Linked DNA regions of Macaca mulatta: region 1 is linked to region 2. Evidence: chromatin contacts called from public Hi-C data. All regions are on one chromosome and are shown on one strand. Each heading gives the region's core, a stretch centred on a gene start, on an enhancer-like site or on the middle of the called end of the contact. The rest is flanking DNA. Distances are from core to core; before and after follow the strand shown. Region 1 holds the start of PARP6 (poly(ADP-ribose) polymerase family member 6). Region 2 holds the start of GRAMD2A (GRAM domain containing 2A).

What was found. Hi-C and Micro-C count contacts between places; a contact is called where the count stands out from the background.
Region 1: a Hi-C map of cortical neurons shows a contact between it and region 2, with 2.6 times the contacts expected there. The contact joins the promoter of PARP6 here to the promoter of GRAMD2A in region 2. A contact is called at or near these places in 4 of 14 Hi-C or Micro-C datasets (CD4 T cells, blood, cortical neurons and 1 more).

What each region holds. Positions count from the first base shown.
Region 1 is chr7:49,913,246-49,917,138 of T2T-MMU8v2.0, forward strand. PARP6 (poly(ADP-ribose) polymerase family member 6) reads right to left here and starts at 1,309. Exons shown (of 22, transcript XR_013395725.1): 1 at 1,151-1,309.
Region 2 is chr7:49,835,147-49,839,613 of T2T-MMU8v2.0, forward strand. GRAMD2A (GRAM domain containing 2A) reads right to left here and starts at 2,819. Exons shown (of 11, transcript XM_077939688.1): 1 at 2,691-2,819. The coding sequence starts at 2,731. PKM (pyruvate kinase M1/2) reads right to left here. Exons shown (of 11, transcript XM_077939714.1): 11 at 4,050-4,467.

The sequences.
Region 1 (3,893 bases), core at 59-2,558, 77 kb after region 2:
TTCAGAGATTACCAGCTTTTTCAAACCAGGCTGCTTTAGTGAAAGGGACTTGCTCCCTCTCCTCTCAATGCCCTTTCCTCTGGAGAGATGGAAAGTGGATTTAAAAGGTGAAGAGTTGGAAAAGGAAGGTGATGGGTCATGGAATTCACAGAATCACAGACACGTTTTAAAAAACAAGCTGGAAAGGTGGCCTAATTCAAAGCTTTCATATTACACACAGAATACTTAGACCTATAGAGGTTGAGCAATTTGCTTAAGGTTAGGAGTACAGAAGGACTGGGATGTAAAGACATTGGACAGGTCCTAATTACATCTAATCTTCACGTGGTGTGCTTATAATTGAGTTGTTCATGAATTAAGCAAGAAAGACCTATCTGATTTATCTAAATGAGGTAAAGAATGGGACCTTACAAAAGAAGTTGGGCCAAAAACAAGATTATATGATGAGTGTCCAGAGAAGGTGTTAAACTCAGCAACTAATATAGAACGCTTTATGAATTTCCACGGGAATAAGTCAAATGTAAACGAGCAAGTCTGGATCACAAACGTCTTTCCCTAGGCCATGGGCGCTTCTCTGGGTGTGACAACTTCATGTCTAGTCAAAGCAGCTTCAGAGCTCAACGTTAAAAATGGGGGTTGGGCTCCCGGCTTTGTGGTCCTGGAAGAGGTTACCCCACTCCATCCCGTGTGCTCCCTTCTCAGGACTAGGCCACTAAACAAAGACTACTACGAAGAATCACTGAGGGGCGATTCCCGCAAGGCAGCGCTATCTCGGGCACCCAGTAAGGAGAGAGGACAGGGCTGCCCCCACCCCGCGAAAACTCTCTGGTACCCGTGCTTCCAGGACAGGCCCTGAGGCCTCTCCCGGTGAAGCAGTTACACCGGTTCTCCGGGGCTCCCCTGAAGACCCCAAAAACACTCAACACCTGCCTCCCCAGGGAAGACGCTCTGTGCCCGATCTATGCCGCTCGGTCGCCGGGCCTGAGAAGCCTGTCCAGCCTAGGAGGGACCCTCGGAACCTCCCGGTCCAAGCCCCTCACTTCGTCCACCCCTGCGGAGGCGGGGCGAACCCCGCACCCTTCCCGCGGCCCGGTCGCACCGCCCCGTGCCCGTGGTGGCGGCCCCACAGGCCAGCCTCGCGAGTACTCACGGCGACCCCGGGCCGCGCGCGGCCGCAGCCGACGGGACGAGCGGCCCGGGACGCCCCGCGGGGGCGGAGCGGCAGACCAAGGGGCGGGGGCCGGGCCTGGCGGGCGAGGTCGCACACCCCACGCCTCGCCGTTCCGTCACGGGCGCGCTCAGCCACTCTGCGCACGCTCGCGCGGTGACACCATGGCACGTGGCCCGCTCCTAACCAACAGCCTGACGGCCCGCTCCAGGGCGCGCCTCAGCCGCCGACGCCAGCCCTGGGACGCCTGCGCGACGGTCGCTAGTCGGGAAGGGGCGCGGATCGGGGGTGGCGCCTGCGCCGTGGGTCGGGGAGGCAGTGGAGAAGGAAGAGGGACTCCGGGGGCGTGCGGGGAACCTTCCAAAGGAGAATGCTTGCATTTAGCGCCCCGTGTGGTTGGGAGGAACGAGCAGGGAGGGCAACCCAGATTGCTTGTAGGCTGGGAGTCCCCTCGCTGGAGGCTGGGGCTGGCAGGTAGAGACTGAGGGAAGTCCTGAGGCCCTGCTGACTGCTGGATTCTCTGGTTGGATAGTGGAAGTCGAACACCTCGGGCTTTAAAAAATTCTGACATTTAACTTATTTGTTCCCCAGTAGCTGCAGCGTGATGGAAAGCACCCTAGCCTTCTAGTCAATCTGGGTCTGAAGCTTAGGTTTGGCACTTATTGATGGTGCAGCCTTAAACAATGACTTTGACTTTGTGAGTCTGATTTCTCCTCTTTGAGGTGGAGACAGTAATACGTGTTTCTTGGAGCCGTTGTGGTAAGGATGAACTGAGATAGTGTTACGTTGAACCGTATGAAATTGCTATTTTTGTAGTTTCTAAACAGTCCAATACCTTCAATTTCATACGATTCCAACTAAGCCATGTCAAGTAACCAGCAGAGTACCTGGGACTAGGAAGTAGTCCATACATGGAAGCTGTAATTGTGGTTATTATGGTTATTAACCCTAGAAATGGCCAGACCTCCTTCATCCTTATCAGTCTTGGGGCTTCCACGTGACCCTCTTTTCCATCAGCACTAATGGAAAAAGGCTTATCTTAGACCTACTCTGTTTCCTCACTCCCTCTTTGTAGCTGGACACAGTACACACAAAGAAGGCTTTGGCTCTGAATGATATAAACATGTCATGTCTATCCCTCCTAAGCTGGTCTCAGAAGTTTCCCAGTTAACTTTTTGTTGTTGGTTGATTTACATTTGCACATTCTCAGCCTCTCCTTTCTAACTCCTTTCCCTTTTGATGTCCCCTCTGCTCACCTTGCCACTCAGCCTGGGCCGCAACACTGTCTCAGTATGAGTTTGTTACACCTATTGCTTATAGTAACTGAAAAAAGTGAGGGATCAGTATAGCCTCGGTTTCAGAGTGCAGAAGTTCAGAGTAGTAGGGGAAGGAGTCGGGCTTGCTCTCTAAAACAACTCACCATCAAGGGCCCCATAATAGCTTTTGAGAACCAAGTGTGTATGGGAGTGTTGGAACATAAGCAGTGTGCCCATGAGTGACAAGTCCAACTCCAGTATTCAATAACCTTTAGAATTCCCCATTCCCAGCATACCACCAGCTCTTCTATATCATGAATCTCAGCCACCTCATAGTTTATCAGTATCTTCCAGGCTTCACCTGTTTTCCTACTTAGTCCAGATCCTTGGTCAGTCACTTTTAATCACATTTTTGTTAATATGCTTGCACTGACTCTGTAAAAATCACACCCCTGGTCATGCCAGCTATCTACCTTCTCTACTCTCCCGTCCTAAACCAGGATAAAGGACGTCACCGAATCCTGCACACTTAAGTGGACACCATCTAGGTTAGTTTAGCCCATGAACCCTATTCTGTGGGAATTATAGTTTCCACACCCACACTATGGATCCACAGGCCCCAGGGCCATGTTCATCTTATGTGACCCCTAGCACTGTAGCTGCAGTTTATTGAACTGTGAGTGGATTCCTGATCTAAGCTGTGTGAAGCAGATGTTCTCCTGAAAATCTGGGATTAGAGCTAACATTATGATTCTAACTGGACTGGTTTCTTAAGCAAAAGAGACATAGACTTAGGAGCTATGGTACCTCCCACCTACTATGATGAATGAGAAAAGGAAAAAAGACCATCTGGGGACACAGAATGAAGCATGGAGAGGCAGAGACCAGAAATGGTGAGACTACTGTCTGCTTCCTGGCAGCTTCCCAGGCACCCCCCGTTTCTTCTTCTTTTTTTTTTTTTTTTTTTTTTGACAGGGTGTCACTCACTCTGTTACTCAGGCTGGAGTACAGTGGTGTCATCATAGCTTACTGCAGCCTCCAAGGCTCAAGTATGCACTAACATATCTGGCTAATTAATTTTGTGTGTGTGTGTGTGTGTGTGTGTGTGTGTGGAGATGGGGTCTCCCTGTGTTGCAGAGGTTGATCTTGAACTCCTGAGCCCAAGCAGTCCTTCATCTTGTCCTCCCAAAGTGCTGGGATTACAGGTGTGAGCCACCACACCCTGCCCCAGGCACTTTCTGAGGCCCTCTGATCTTGGGGGACTAGGAGTCAGTTTTTATCTAGAATAAATGGCTTAAGCTAACTTAATGTGCGCTCAGTACAGAGCTCCTATAAATTCACTGTCTCCTCATCAGAGCCCTCAGTGTACCCAGCAACCCTTCCACATGTCAGCCTCTCCCACCATCCCCCATTCTGCTTCACAGAAAAAATAAAGGCTATGGGTGCCAGCTACTTGGGTGGCTGAGGCA
Region 2 (4,467 bases), core at 1,569-4,068:
GCTGCATGCTGCTTGCTATAAGGATTTGGCTTCACTGGCTCAAATTTTTTCACTCCACCAAAATATAAGGCACAGGCCCACTTGTCCAATCACGTTTGCTGAAAAATACTGTAGCCTGAGTGTAGACAAACTTCCCCGGAAGTTGCTAGAAGTCTCTAGTTAGCATAATCACTGGATAACTGCATGCAGAAGGCCTTTAGGGAACGTACAGTCCAATCTCCTTACCTTATGGTATAAAGCAGGCCCAGAAAGCGGAAGTGATTTGTCCCAAGTCGCAGCAAAACAGGAACAGCCTGAGGCTTAGAACTCACTTCTGATTCTGAGTAAGGCTCTTCCCTCCAGCTGATAAACATGGTCCGTGGCAGGCAAGGACCAGAGCGACCCTAAGCAGGTTAGGGGCAGGGTGGAGCCCCCCAGGAGGCACTAACAGCTCAGCAGCTCATGGGAGAGCTTCCAAGAGGCCAGTTGGCAGCAACCTACCTTGGGTACTGCTGACCTCAACCTCAGGGGATCACAGGAGCACCCTAGGTGGATGAATTAGCAATGCAAGTCTCTCTGGTCTGTGCCGAAGCTTTGGGGACTTGCTAAATTTAGAAATTTGAGGCCAGGTGCGGTGGCTCACACCTGTAATCCCAGCACTTTGAGAGGCCAAGGCAGGCAGATCACCTGAGGTCGAGGGTTGGAGACCAGCCTGAGCAACATGGAAAAACCCTGTCTCTACTAAAAAATACAAAATTAGCCAGGGGTGGTAGTGCATGCCTGTAATCCCAGCTACTCAGGAGGCTGACGCAGGAGAATCACTTGAACCTGGGAGGCGGAGTTTGTAGTGAGCCGAGATCACGCCATTGCACTCCAGCCTGGGTAACAAGAGCAAAACTCCATCTCAAAACAAAAGAAAGAAATTTGAAAGCAGCCAGCAACATCAAGGCACAGATGGAGTTTGAGCTACCCTCTCCAGGCTATTCAGAAAATTCTCCCAAGGGGAAGTTGGGAAGGAGAACTTCTATTTGGCCCCAGCCTAAACTCTCCTGGAAGCTCGGTGGGGCCTCTGTCAGCTTTCCCCTCTGGACCTGCCCATTTGCCCCAGAGGTGCCCACTCAATGCCTGCCAAACTAAAACTTAAACCTAAGTGTCTGCAGCATGGTCTCCAGCCAGCCTGATCAGAAGACTATGGAGGGGGCCAGGCACGGTGGCTCACACCGTATTCCCTATAATCCTAGCACTTTGGGAGGCTGAGGTGGGTGGATCACATGAGGTCAGGAGTTCAAGACCAGCCTGGCCAACATGGTGAAACCCCATCTCTACTAAAAATACAAAAATTAGCTGGGCATGGTGGTGGATGCCTGTAATCCCAGCTACTCGGGAGGCTGAGGCAGGAGGATCACTTGAACCTGGGAGGCAGAGGTTGCAGTGAGCCAAGATTGCACCACAGCACTCCAGCCTGGGTGACAGAGTGAGACTCTGTCTCAAAAAAAAAAAAAAAAAAAAGAAAAGAAAAAGAAAAAAGGAGGGGCACACTGACTCCTCACTGAAGAATGGGATGGACACCCTTTATTCTACCTCTCCTAGCAAGGCCATAAGTCTTTGCTCTGAAAGGAGCCAGACTTTAGAGCCGGCTACAGGTGGACATGGGGTGAAGACATCAGGTTGCCAGGGCACCCTCTCTCGTTCCCTAGGAGCCTGGCCCCCTGCAAGGAGGGGCACCTTGAAACAATCAAGCCTAGTGAGTGGGGCGGCAAGCAGAGCAGAGACACAAATGACAGCGCGGTGGAGCCCCACCAGTCCCTCTGAGGATACGGCAGAGGGACCCCCGCTGGGGTCCACACCCCTGTGTGTCTCGGGCTGATTTGGACACAAGGCTCACACATTCACCCTACCTGCTCCAGTGCTAGCTGGCTGAGGATGCCAGGCTCTACCTGACCTCAGGCTGTGCGGCTTGGAACCTGGACCGGGGCAGGAACTGACAGGTTCCCCCAAATAGTGTCACCCCTAGAACCCCAAGACCTCAAGGAGCAGAAACCACAATTCTGGATGTTATGTGTGCAGCGCCATCTCCTGTCTGCCCTGCCTCTTTATCCCTTCCTCCCAAGGCGACTTTGGACCAGGTCTCGAGGCCAGGAGACCGGCCCCAGCCCGCCCGACCGGGATGGGCCTGGCGCCCGGGGGAGGCTGCGTCGTGCTGAGACAGCTCCGAGCTGCCTCCCCGCAGCCGCGGGCCGCTACAAGTGCGGATTCGGCGGCGAGAGGAAAGAGTCTGGCCCTCCAGGGGCCGCAGGGAAAGTCAACCTTTGGGTCGGGGACAATCAGGACTGGAAGTCGATATCGCGGGGAACGAATGATGAATGAATAAATGAAAGGATGAAGAGTGGTGAGGCAGAGATGGGCCATGCGGGGCGTCGCGAGGAGGGTGCCTTTCCCTGCCCGGATGCCGCCGGGACCGTCCCTTATCCCCCAGGTCGCAGCAGGACACCCGGTCCTGGTGCGAACACCTCGCGGGCCCCTGGAGGTGCCTGGGCGCGCGGCGCAGCTCTGGCCCGGAGCCCGCATTCCGGCGGCCGGGAAGTGCCTGCCCCGTGGGCAGAACGCGCCGAGTTGCCGCAGCCCCAGGAGCCGTCCTGCCCCGCGCGGCAGCAGCCCCTCGCGGCGGCCTCCAGAACCCCGAGACCGGCCCCTGGGCCGCAACCCCTTACCTGCCCGCCTCGGCGGCCTCGCTCCGGCTCAGAGCGGTCATCGCGACGCCTGCACCCAGCGGCCCTGACCGCGCGCCCTGACCCAGCGCCCGCCAGACCCCGCCCGCCCCGTCGAGAGCCCGCCCCGCCCGCCCATTGGCGGGTCGCGCGGGCCGGGCCCAGCCCATTGGTCGTTCCTCCCTCTCCTTCCCCAGCTTCCCCAGCTTCCCTCCTTCCCCACCTTCCTCAGGTGGGGCCCCAAGCTCTGAGCAGATCCTAGCGCTCGGTCCCCGAGACTGGAAGGTCCAGGACTGGAAGGTCCCGGAGGCCAGGGCCTGGCGCGGTACCTCCTGTCCCTCACGTCGAGGGTATTGTGTCCCCTCTGGACGCTTCTGTCCTCCTAGTCTTGGAGTTTGGGTCCCTCTGCAGGAACCGATTCCGGCCCCTCTCCAACCTAACCCTTCCCAACATCGAGCTCCAGGGTAAGTTTCAATTTTACCATGAGTGGGGAACACCAAAGGGGATATTGAACACCACGGTCTGACAGCCAAGTCACCACCACGAGCCCGGGAGCCAGGATGCTCCCACGCACTCTTGCTGGAGTTAACATTGCAGTCTCTAAGGAAATGCACTTTTGGAGGAGGCTGCGAAGGGGATGAAGGTGGACACAAATCAAAGGCAGGGAAGCAGAGGCACAGCTCAGTGTGTGACAATGAGCTGGGCTGAATTGAGCAGTGATAATGGGCCCACAGGTCCTATTCCCCAACTTGCCTGGCCTGCAGGCCCTTTCCTCTTCCATCCCCACCAGGTCACTTGGTCCTTGGGAGTGTGATCAGGAGAGGGAAAAGGCGCAGGCCAGATTTGGTCCCATTTCCAACTCTCTCCCCCAACCCCTTGGCACTACGGCATCACGGTGGGAGAGCACCAGCAAACAGGAGGGGTCACAAGGGGAGCCTAGGTCCACAACTGAGGACCTGGGAGCAGAACCCAGTCTCAGGCGCCCAGAGCTGACTTGTCCTACAGCCCCCATAAGGGATATGCTATTGCAGGGAGACCAAAGTGGAAGAACCACCGCCAGGGCCACTTTGCTATTTAAATTTACCTACCAGAATGGGAGGGAGGAGGCCTTGTCCCTGCTCTTTCCCATCTTTGGTTCACATAAGCCATTAAGGTCTCCCCGCAGCACTGAAGGGGGCAACCTGTAACCCTAAGATAATCAGCTACTGCTTTCCCAGCGCCTCTGCACCAGGAGGTGGGCAGGATGGCAGGTAACACCACCATACCTCCACTGCAGGGCATGAGGCTGCAGCCATTCCCAGCCTGCTCAGAGGCCAGGGTTCAACCACCTCCCCCTCCCCAGCAGAAAAGAGAAGAAACAGGTGCTTCAGCTGTTGTTTATTGACATACAGGTAGGCTCTATAGCAACAGGCCTGGAGGCGCTGCAGTAGTCGCTGCAGTAGTGGGGGAAAATGGAAGGTGGAGGGTGGAGGGTGGAGTGTTTGCTGCAGGACAGCTGAGTGGAGGGCGGGGACAGGTGCGAACTGGGGAGGCCCAGGGGGCTGGGGAAGCAAGTAAGGGCCAGGGCCAGAGTCAGCTTCAAGGGAACAACAGCCCCTTGCCCTAAGGCCCCTAACTCTCTAGCTGTTTCCTGACCCCAGGCCAGGGTTGGGAGTCCTCTGGGCATCCATTTTTTCTCAAGGAACTGGACGGAGTATACACAGGAAAGAAAGCTGTCACCCTCTTGCCATCTGGCTCCAGGGGCCTCCAGTCCAGCATTCCTCCTTCTTCCCTTGATTGG